Linked DNA regions of Sus scrofa: regions 1 and 3 are each linked to region 2. Evidence: chromatin contacts called from public Hi-C and promoter capture Hi-C data. All regions are on one chromosome and are shown on one strand. The core of a region is the stretch at or near the end of the contact, and the rest is flanking DNA. Distances in the headings are between cores, read along the strand shown.

Evidence for each region. Promoter capture Hi-C pulls out the DNA fragments that hold promoters and counts their contacts. Hi-C and Micro-C count contacts between places; a contact is called where the count stands out from the background.
Region 1: a promoter capture Hi-C map of liver shows a contact between it and region 2, with 3 times the contacts expected there. A contact is called at or near these places in 1 of 5 promoter capture datasets (liver) and 1 of 2 datasets of targeted methods (alveolar macrophages).
Region 3: a contact with region 2 is called in a Hi-C map of skeletal muscle, with 4 times the contacts expected there. A contact is called at or near these places in 2 of 5 promoter capture datasets (fetal liver and liver), 10 of 47 Hi-C or Micro-C datasets (embryonic fibroblasts, epiblast stem cells, fetal heart ventricle and 3 more) and 2 of 2 datasets of targeted methods (alveolar macrophages and skeletal muscle).

Annotation. Positions count from the first base shown.
Region 1 is chr3:114,362,056-114,364,755 of Sscrofa11.1, forward strand. ITSN2 (intersectin-2) reads left to right here and starts at 1,264. Exons shown (of 39, transcript XM_021088358.1): 1 at 1,264-1,441. It overlaps LOC106504180 (formin-like protein 6), which reads right to left. Exons shown (of 2, transcript XM_021088412.1): 2 at 1-2,121. The coding sequence ends at 1,292.
Region 2 is chr3:113,977,864-113,980,563 of Sscrofa11.1, forward strand. PTRHD1 (putative peptidyl-tRNA hydrolase PTRHD1) reads left to right here and starts at 1,311. Exons shown (of 2, transcript XM_003125332.4): 1 at 1,311-1,597. The coding sequence starts at 1,346. CENPO (centromere protein O) reads right to left here and starts at 1,338. Exons shown (of 8, transcript XR_002342821.1): 1 at 1,192-1,338; 2 at 794-902.
Region 3 is chr3:114,322,666-114,325,365 of Sscrofa11.1, forward strand. No RefSeq gene overlaps it. Among named protein-coding and RNA genes, the nearest start is that of ITSN2, 39 kb to the right of the region's middle.

The DNA.
Region 1 (2,700 bases), core at 14-2,513, 380 kb after region 2:
ACCACAATTAACTGGTGATGTCTGTCATGGGAATGAGACCATGTATTCAAGAGTGGGTGATTTGTTTGCAGACTGATTGGTCCTCAGTAGATAAGGGATAGACTGATTGGTCTCTGGTAGATAAGGGACTTCCTAGGCTAATGCAAAGGAGTCAGGTCTCTCTGTGTCACTGAAGCTCAGGACCTGTCTATCTGGTCTTCGTCAGGTCCCAATCAAAGAGTTGGGAAAAACACTGAGTGTGAGAGCAGGAAAAGCCTGTTTATCATCACTGATGTTTGCTAAGTTCCTCACATGAGTTGGGTGGCTAGTTCAGATAGGCCTGGGTTTTGGAAACCATCCCTCTCAAGCCAGCCTTCACATGCCCCAACAGGTGAGGAATGAAGGGGAAGCCATGGAATCATGTGATCTGCAGATTTCTTCTTTTCCAACAAAAGCCATGGGGATGTGAGTTTTGTATACTGGACCAGCCCCCACTCTGCCTCTAAAAGCCAAGAGAAATCTTGGGTCTTGGACCCCCACTTTGTTATGCTCATAGGAACCCCACTGACTCCTCCTCTAACATCAACAAGGAGCCTCTCTCTTGAAGGAGTGCTGTGTCTAGGGCAAGCCCTCCATGAACAGCGGTGACTTTTTTTTTTTTTTTTTTTGGTCTTTTTAGGGCTGCACCTGCAGCATATGGAAGTTCCCAGGGTAGGGGTCGAATTGGAGCTGCAGCCGCCCACATACACCACAGCCACAGCAAGGCCAGATCCCAGACACACCCCCAACCTATGCTGGAGCTTGGGGGCAAAGCCAGATCCTGAACCCACTGAGTGAGACCAAACCACATCTGCATGGATACCAGTGGGGTTCTTAACCCGCTGAGCCACATGAGTACCTCCTAGAGTGGTGACTGAGTTCAAGTATGGTCTTTTGTGAGGCGATCAGGAGTTGAAAGGGGAGGAAAAAGAGAGTGAATTTGAGCTTCACCTGTCAGGCAGCTCTCAGGTGGGGTAGAACGTTCAGCATCTGCAGGCCAGCTGGTAGTGGAGTTCAAGGAGAGATGACTTCTTACTGCTTGGCCAGAGCATACGGGGTGGCCGCTCTGCTTAGGGATGGGGGCTGGAGGCCCCCTTCTCGCCCTTTATACTTGTCATGGAGGAGAGTGAGGAACGCTGAGTGGATGGCTGTTCAGTACGGTGAGTCCTCCTGGGATACCTGGAGGGGGTGAGAGGCCTGCAACAGACCCAAGAGCAAGGCGAGGCACGGCCTCCTCCTGCCACACTCATTCCAGAGGAATCTTGCTCCCAGGTCAAGGAAGAAACTTGACTGAGCAAGGAGGCTTCAGAGGAAACCTCCTGTGGGTGCAGCACAGCTTGCCCTTCTCCAAAACCGTGGGGTCTGCAGTGGCAGGAAACGCACCACCCAACCTCAACATGTCACCTCGGGGAGGAGGAGCCAGGTGGGTCGGCGCCCCTCCAGGAAGGGCTGCCGGGGGCTTCGGGGCCTCCCCGAGGGGAGAGCGGAGCACTAGGACCAGGCCCGCGGGGTTCGGTACCCGGGGCTCTGGGGGTGCGGAGCCGCGCCGGGGCAATTTCGGGTTCCTGAGGGTGGGGGCGTCGGTGCCCGGCGGCGGGCGGGCCGTCAGCTGCCCGGCCCGTCGCCTCCCTCCCCGCCCCCCGGCTTCCTGCGGAGGCCGCGGCCGCCATGTTGTTGTGGGGCTGAGGCGGCGCCGCGGAGCCCGAGCGGCCGTGACAGGCTGCGCAACAGGTTCGCTGTCCGCGGCCTGAAGACGAAGCAGGCGCGGCGGCGGCGGCGGCGGCTGCCGAGCAGGGTCTCCCGGCGTCCGTCCGCGCCCGCGCTGCTGGTGCCGAGGGGCGCGGGGTCGCGCTGTGACGTGCGGGAGGCGCGGCGGGCGCGCCAGGTGGGTGAAGGCGCTCGCAGGGGCTGCCGCAGGGCGCCGGGCAGGTGCGGGCGCCGCCGCGTCCGCTGCGGGGAGGCTCGCGGGCCGGCCCGGGGGCCGGGCTGGGAGGCGGCTACGGCCCCGCACGACGCGGACTGCCCTCGGGAGCCTGGGCGGCCCCCAAGCTAGGCCCCTGGCGGGCTTGGCGGCGCCTGGCGGAAACCTCCGGCCGTGGGTTCCTGTCCCCGCGGCGGGGCCAGGGCGGACAGTGAGGGGCCGGGACCGCGCTGCCCCTTATCTGCGGCCGAGCCCCGGCCCCTGGCCGCGGCCTCTCCTGGCAGGTGCGGACGCCGCCGAGGTTCGGGAGCGGCGTGGCCCCCTGGCTTTCCGCGAGCTTCCTTGGGGCCCCATTTTATTTTCACGGAGTTGGTTTTCCTTCTTGGTAACGGTTGGTGCGGAGGGTCAGGTGAGCCGCATCCCAGTGCGTCAAAGTAGCCCGAGTCACGAGAGGCCAGTGGGCGGATGCTCGGCGTCCACCGCTCACATTAAACCAAAGTTGGGAAATGTTACAATTTGACTTCAGCGTTATTGACTTCCAGGGTGAACAGGAAGCACGGAGAGATGTAATCTCTTGGGCCGGAGTAAAGTTTATTGCTGCTTATTACCATTTAAAAAGACGCCTATATGTGCATAGTGAATGGGTAAGCCAAGGTTGAAACTGCAGATGGCTTTGCATTCTGTAAGATGATGGTGTTTTTGGGTTTATTATTCCTATGCTTTATCGCTGAATGATTGCTGTTGGCAGGGATGCTTCATTT
Region 2 (2,700 bases), core at 61-2,560:
CTCAGTTATCCATGATGATAGCGACCCAGGGGGAAACAGGGTCACCAAAGTCACTGACTCAGAAGTTCTTTTTTAAAAATGTAGAATTTTGTTTTTTAAATTGGGTTTCGTGCATGGTTTCCCCAAGTGCTAATGCATAACTGTTTGGACTGAAACATCCAAAGAGGCCTGAGTAAGTACTCTGAAGCTCTGCAAAGTATTAGGAGCATAGGACTATAAAGACACACACTAAAAGGAACTGTCCACCAATATTACTGGATATCAGACAGGAAAACAAGTTCACCAATGCATAGAGATCTCAGTTCCAAAGAGCCTAAGTAAAGCTCAATGTAGCAAAGGTCACGGTGACATGCTAACCGACTCTAACAACAAAACACCTGTGAACAGTCACTACCTAAACACACCTGTGCTCGATCCTGTATTTGCAGAGCATGTAATGAATTAAAGCATTTACTGAATATTTCCTATCAATTAGGTATGTGTTAAATGCTTCACCTGAAAAGCATTAAAATTACTTAACCTAATTTCCACAACCACCACAATGTTATTATTCACCTCCATTATCCAGACGAAGAAATTGTGAAAGGTAAAATAACTTGCCGAAGGCCACCATATTTATAACAGCCGAGCCGGGACTCAAACCCAGGTCTAACCCACACCGGGCACTGCCCCTTCCACTGGAGTAAACCATAATAGATCAGGTCACACTTCGCTTAGAGGAGGGATGGGCTTTCAACCTGGTAGTTATCTTTGGGCAGCAGTAGTAAGGGGGAAAATTTGATCTTTTAAATACCTCCTCCGGACTCGCCGTCTTGACTTAGAGTATTCGCCAGCTCCATCTCCTCCTCGGCTTCTCAAGAGCCTTTCCATAAAACTGTCCGGGCACCAGTAATACGGCTTTCCTTGGGGGCAAAAGAAATGGCAAGAATCTATTCACATTCAGACAAATCCAGACGGCAGGGACACACCCGTGGAGCCCCGGGTACCCCAAGTGACACCCCCAGGACTCCCCGGACCCGCCCCGTCTGTTGCCCGGGTCTACGTTCTGTGGTGTCCAAGTCTATCTTCCTGCCCCTGCGAGCTCCCGAGGCGCGCCTCTGCTCCAGGGGATTTCCTCGCACACGGAAGGGGCTGTAAGAGGCCGCTCAGCTTTCTACCCTGATTACGGTTCTGTCCGCCAATGGGTCTTACTTTCTCCTTAACTCCTCTCTTCTTGCTCAATCAGGACAAGTCCAAGAGTTCCCGCCATCCTCAACTTCAAAACCAAGACAACCGGTCCCAGCGTGCTTTGCGCTCCCACCGTACAAAAACATGGCAGCGCGCGGGGCTCCTCCCTGATCCCGGCATGCACCGGGCAGTAGGCCCGGTCGTTCTGTTGGGCAGGAAGATGGCGGCCTCGGGCGCAGCGCCGCAAATCCTGGTACAATACTTGGTATTACGGAAGGATCTCTCACAGACTCCATTTTCCTGGCCAGCGGGCGCACTGGTAGCACAGGGTTGTCACGCAGCCACCGCGGCTTTGCACATTTACCGCGACCACCCGCACACTGCAGCTTACCTCCAGGACCTGGAGCGCATGCGCAAGGTGGTCCTCGAGGTGAGCCGCCAGGGGGAGGGGCGCTGAGGTCATCGATACCGGAAGTGGGTGTGGTCTTGAGTACGGGGGCCTAACTTCGTGAAGTGGGTGTGGCGTTAGTGGGGAGGGGTGTTTAACTTTTAAGTTTTGGGACGGGTTCTCCGGCTGGAGCTACTGCCCGGGGCCCCTTACCTTGGCTGGACGGGGCCTGACGATGTGAAGAGTGGAGTATGGGCCTGTTATTAATGCTTTGTGCACCCCTCCGGTCTCACCTGCGTCCCTCTTCAGTAGATGCTTGTGAGAGCGGAGGCTGGTGGAGTCACGCCTGCCTTTCTACCTGTGCACTGGGCGGGCCTTTTAATGGCTGCGCTGAAAAGTACTGCCCTTACCCTCGCCGCAAAACCGATCCAGAAGGGTAAGGACACAGAGTTCCTTACTTCAGGTGAAGTCAAACTGAAGCATTTACTTGGGTATGATGCCAAATTATTTGAAAATAAACCCTAGTATAATTTGAACTTAGCTCAAAGGTACCAGAAACCAAGGGTATAGAATAGTTTTTTTTTTGTTTTTTTTGTGTTTTTTTGCAGTTGGGCAAACATATCTTATCCTAAGAAAATAATAAGATGCACCCAAAGAGCATTGTACAAAGATATTTATAGTAGCACTTTATAATAATGAAAAATGTGGACATCACTAAATTTACAATACTATAGGTTGGCTAAACTTATGCCCTTATAATGGATTATTATGAATCTAGCATAAATCATGTTTTTGGAGCATATTTGGCTAGCATGGAAGAGTGCTCATGAAGTGAGGCTAATTGAACTATAGTCTACATACAAAATGATCCAGATTTTGAAAGGAAAAACTAAAGAAATACATCCAAATACTGAGTAGCAGGTGGGGGAATTTTGGTTATTTCCTATTGCTTCTGTCTTTTTAGTTTTCTACACTAAACACATTTTAAAATGAAAAAAAAAATTATTGCTTTCATTTTAAGGCAGTTTTTGTCTCATATAAAATTTGTTTTAATAAATAAAGCAGAACCCTAGGGTGGAGGAGTCAGATGATTCCTTCTTGGCTAGCTGCAAAAACAGATTATTTTTCAAGAGAAAAAATTGCTG
Region 3 (2,700 bases), core at 91-2,590, 340 kb after region 2:
GAACAGTTTCTGCACGGTGATCTCCATCTCCGGACACAAACAGCTCTCAGCCAAGCACAGCGACTGTGGTCACATGGCCAGGTCAGCCTGCTGTGCTATCTCCCAGGATGGTGCTGTTTGAGCAAAAGAAACAGCCAGAGAAATGCAAGCACCACAATGTAACATCACCACTTTTATAATTACAGGCTTATGTGTACCAGTAATTTATCAATATTTCTAAATATCTTCAAGGCTATTTTATTGTATGATAATAAGAAATAATTTATATTCGGAGTTCCCATCGTGGCTCAGTGGTTAACAAATACAACTAGGAACCATGACACTGCAAGTTTGATCCCTGGCCTCGCTCAGTAGGTTAAGGATCCGGGGTTGCCATGAGCTGTGGTGTAGATTGCAGACACGGCTCAGATCCTGCGTTGCTGTGGCTCTGGCGTAGCCTGGCAGCAATAGCTCCGATTAGACCCCCCAGCCTGGGAACCTCCATATGCTGCAGGTGCGGCCCTAGAAAAGACAAAAGAAAGAAAGAGAAAGAGAGAGAGAGAGAAGGAAGGAAGGAAGGAAGGAAAGAAAAAAAGAAAGAAGGAAAGAAAGAAACTTATATTCAAAAAGTAAACAAATGTGCTCAGCTTTGAGGAAACTGTCTCCAGAGCACATCACCATCATAATGATTGCACCATATTAAGTATGCAAAAAGGAGAAACTAATTTAAACTCTTTTCTATATTGTATTGTATGATGATGGGCTATTGTTATTTGGAAAAAAGAGTAAAAATATTGGGCATAATAAGTTACAAGTGTATTTACTCCCTTTCAAGTATTTTCCATGTTAATTTTTATGACATGTTTAGTATCTGAGAATATATCTTGGCCATAAGAGATTCTGAACCTTTGTATAAATTAGATCTCTTTTAATAGAAGGAAGAAAAGACCTGATCCAAACACTGGCGTAAAGAAAACAGGAACTTACTTGATTATGTAACTGAACAGTCCAGGAATAGGGCTTGCTGCTCTGCTGCTGTCTTGGATTGAAGGCTTAAAAGCATCACCAGGGTGCCTCTCTCTGTTACAGCTCTGTTCTCAGACTGGTTCCCATTCAAGGGGTCAAGATGGCTACAGCCACTTTGGCTCTTACATTAAAGGTAAAATTCTAGCGGGACAGGGAATGAATCTCTCTTCAAGAAGTCCCAGCAAGGTATCATTACTTCTCATTGATTCTGAATCAGTCTGGCCAAAGGAATGCAACATTTGGATTGATTTAGGTCACAAGTTCTGTGCCTGAGACAGAGCTGAAGCCCCAGGCAAAGCAGCCACACTGGGGAGGCAGGGATTTCCACAGATGGGAATAAGAGTAGAATTACCAGCAGAAGGTGGCTGTGTGGTGGGCAGAGAAGAGAACAGCTGTCAGCAAACAGCTGTAGCCTGAGATAATTGGTGTGCAGTGGAAATCTAGTAGGAATGAGGATCTCAAGAAAGAGGCACACTGAAAGAAAGAGGGTGAAAAATAGATGTTTACAGCCATCACTTGACATTAATAGTTTAAAAAGTCAACATTTCTGGACTTATGCAGTTTCAAAAAGAAAGAATAATTCATGTTCCTAGGCTTAATATGCAACTTCAAAAAGCAGGAATAATTGCTTTATTATTCAAAACTGAAAAAAAAAGTCATAAAATGAGCTCTGAGAAGAAAATTTTATCCTGAGAATTACTGAAAATATAAGATTACTCTCATCCAAAAGCATATCAGAAGTAAAAGACAGTGCTGGGAATCAGCTACTGTCAGTTCTAGATGGAATGTCTAATTTGAAAGTGATTTATTCTTCTCCGTGTGAGGCTCCTGTAAAATATGGAAATTGGAGGTGATTCATACAACTCATGCAGTGGTGAGATAAGAGCTAGAGCCAGAAGTTTGGGTTATAAGCAGAATGACTTTTTAAAAGTTTTACAGTCAGTTTCTGTATGCAAGTATTTAATGGCAACAAATGTAGTCCAAGAATTTTTCTAAGTCACTGCAGAAAATTAATAATTATCGGGGGAAGAAAAACATTTTACTAGTTTCTGAAGAGGCATTGTCCTGCCTTTGGCACAGGGCCGGGTGGATTTAGCGTGTATAATTTCTCTTGAGCTCCTCTGGCAAGGGCTATTAGTAGCCTACCCAACAGCTATTGCCTACTTCTTTCTTGCTTAAAAAAATAATTACATAAAATAAAAGCTCTATTGCAACTGGGCAATGATGTGGCCAGCTTCAGGGCCCGAGCAAATCACGTCATTCTCATTTCCCTTTTGTCAGTGTAGCGATGGGCATGTGGTCAAGTTAGAGCCCAAGATGTATGCCAGGAGCCTCAATATTTCTCCCTGCTTAGGGAGACAAGAGAAAGAAAGAAAGCCCTTTTGCTCACCACCTTCCTCCCTGCTGAGGATATAATGTTTAGAGCAGTTTCGCCATCTGGTGGCGAGAATGGTCAGGACATGCGCACAGCCTTTGTGCCTGTGCCCAGCACCCAGTCATCACCTGCTTTCACACGTTTTGTGAAGTGGCATATTATGGCTCACGTCATTTGAGTACTTTTAGCCAAAGCCATTCCTAAATGATATAGCTCCTCCTCAAATTTCTGGCTTGTAACTGCCATGCTAGTACCACATAGCTAAATTGGCTTCACAAAGCCTAAAAACAAAGGACTAACCTTCCCAACTTCCTTCTTGA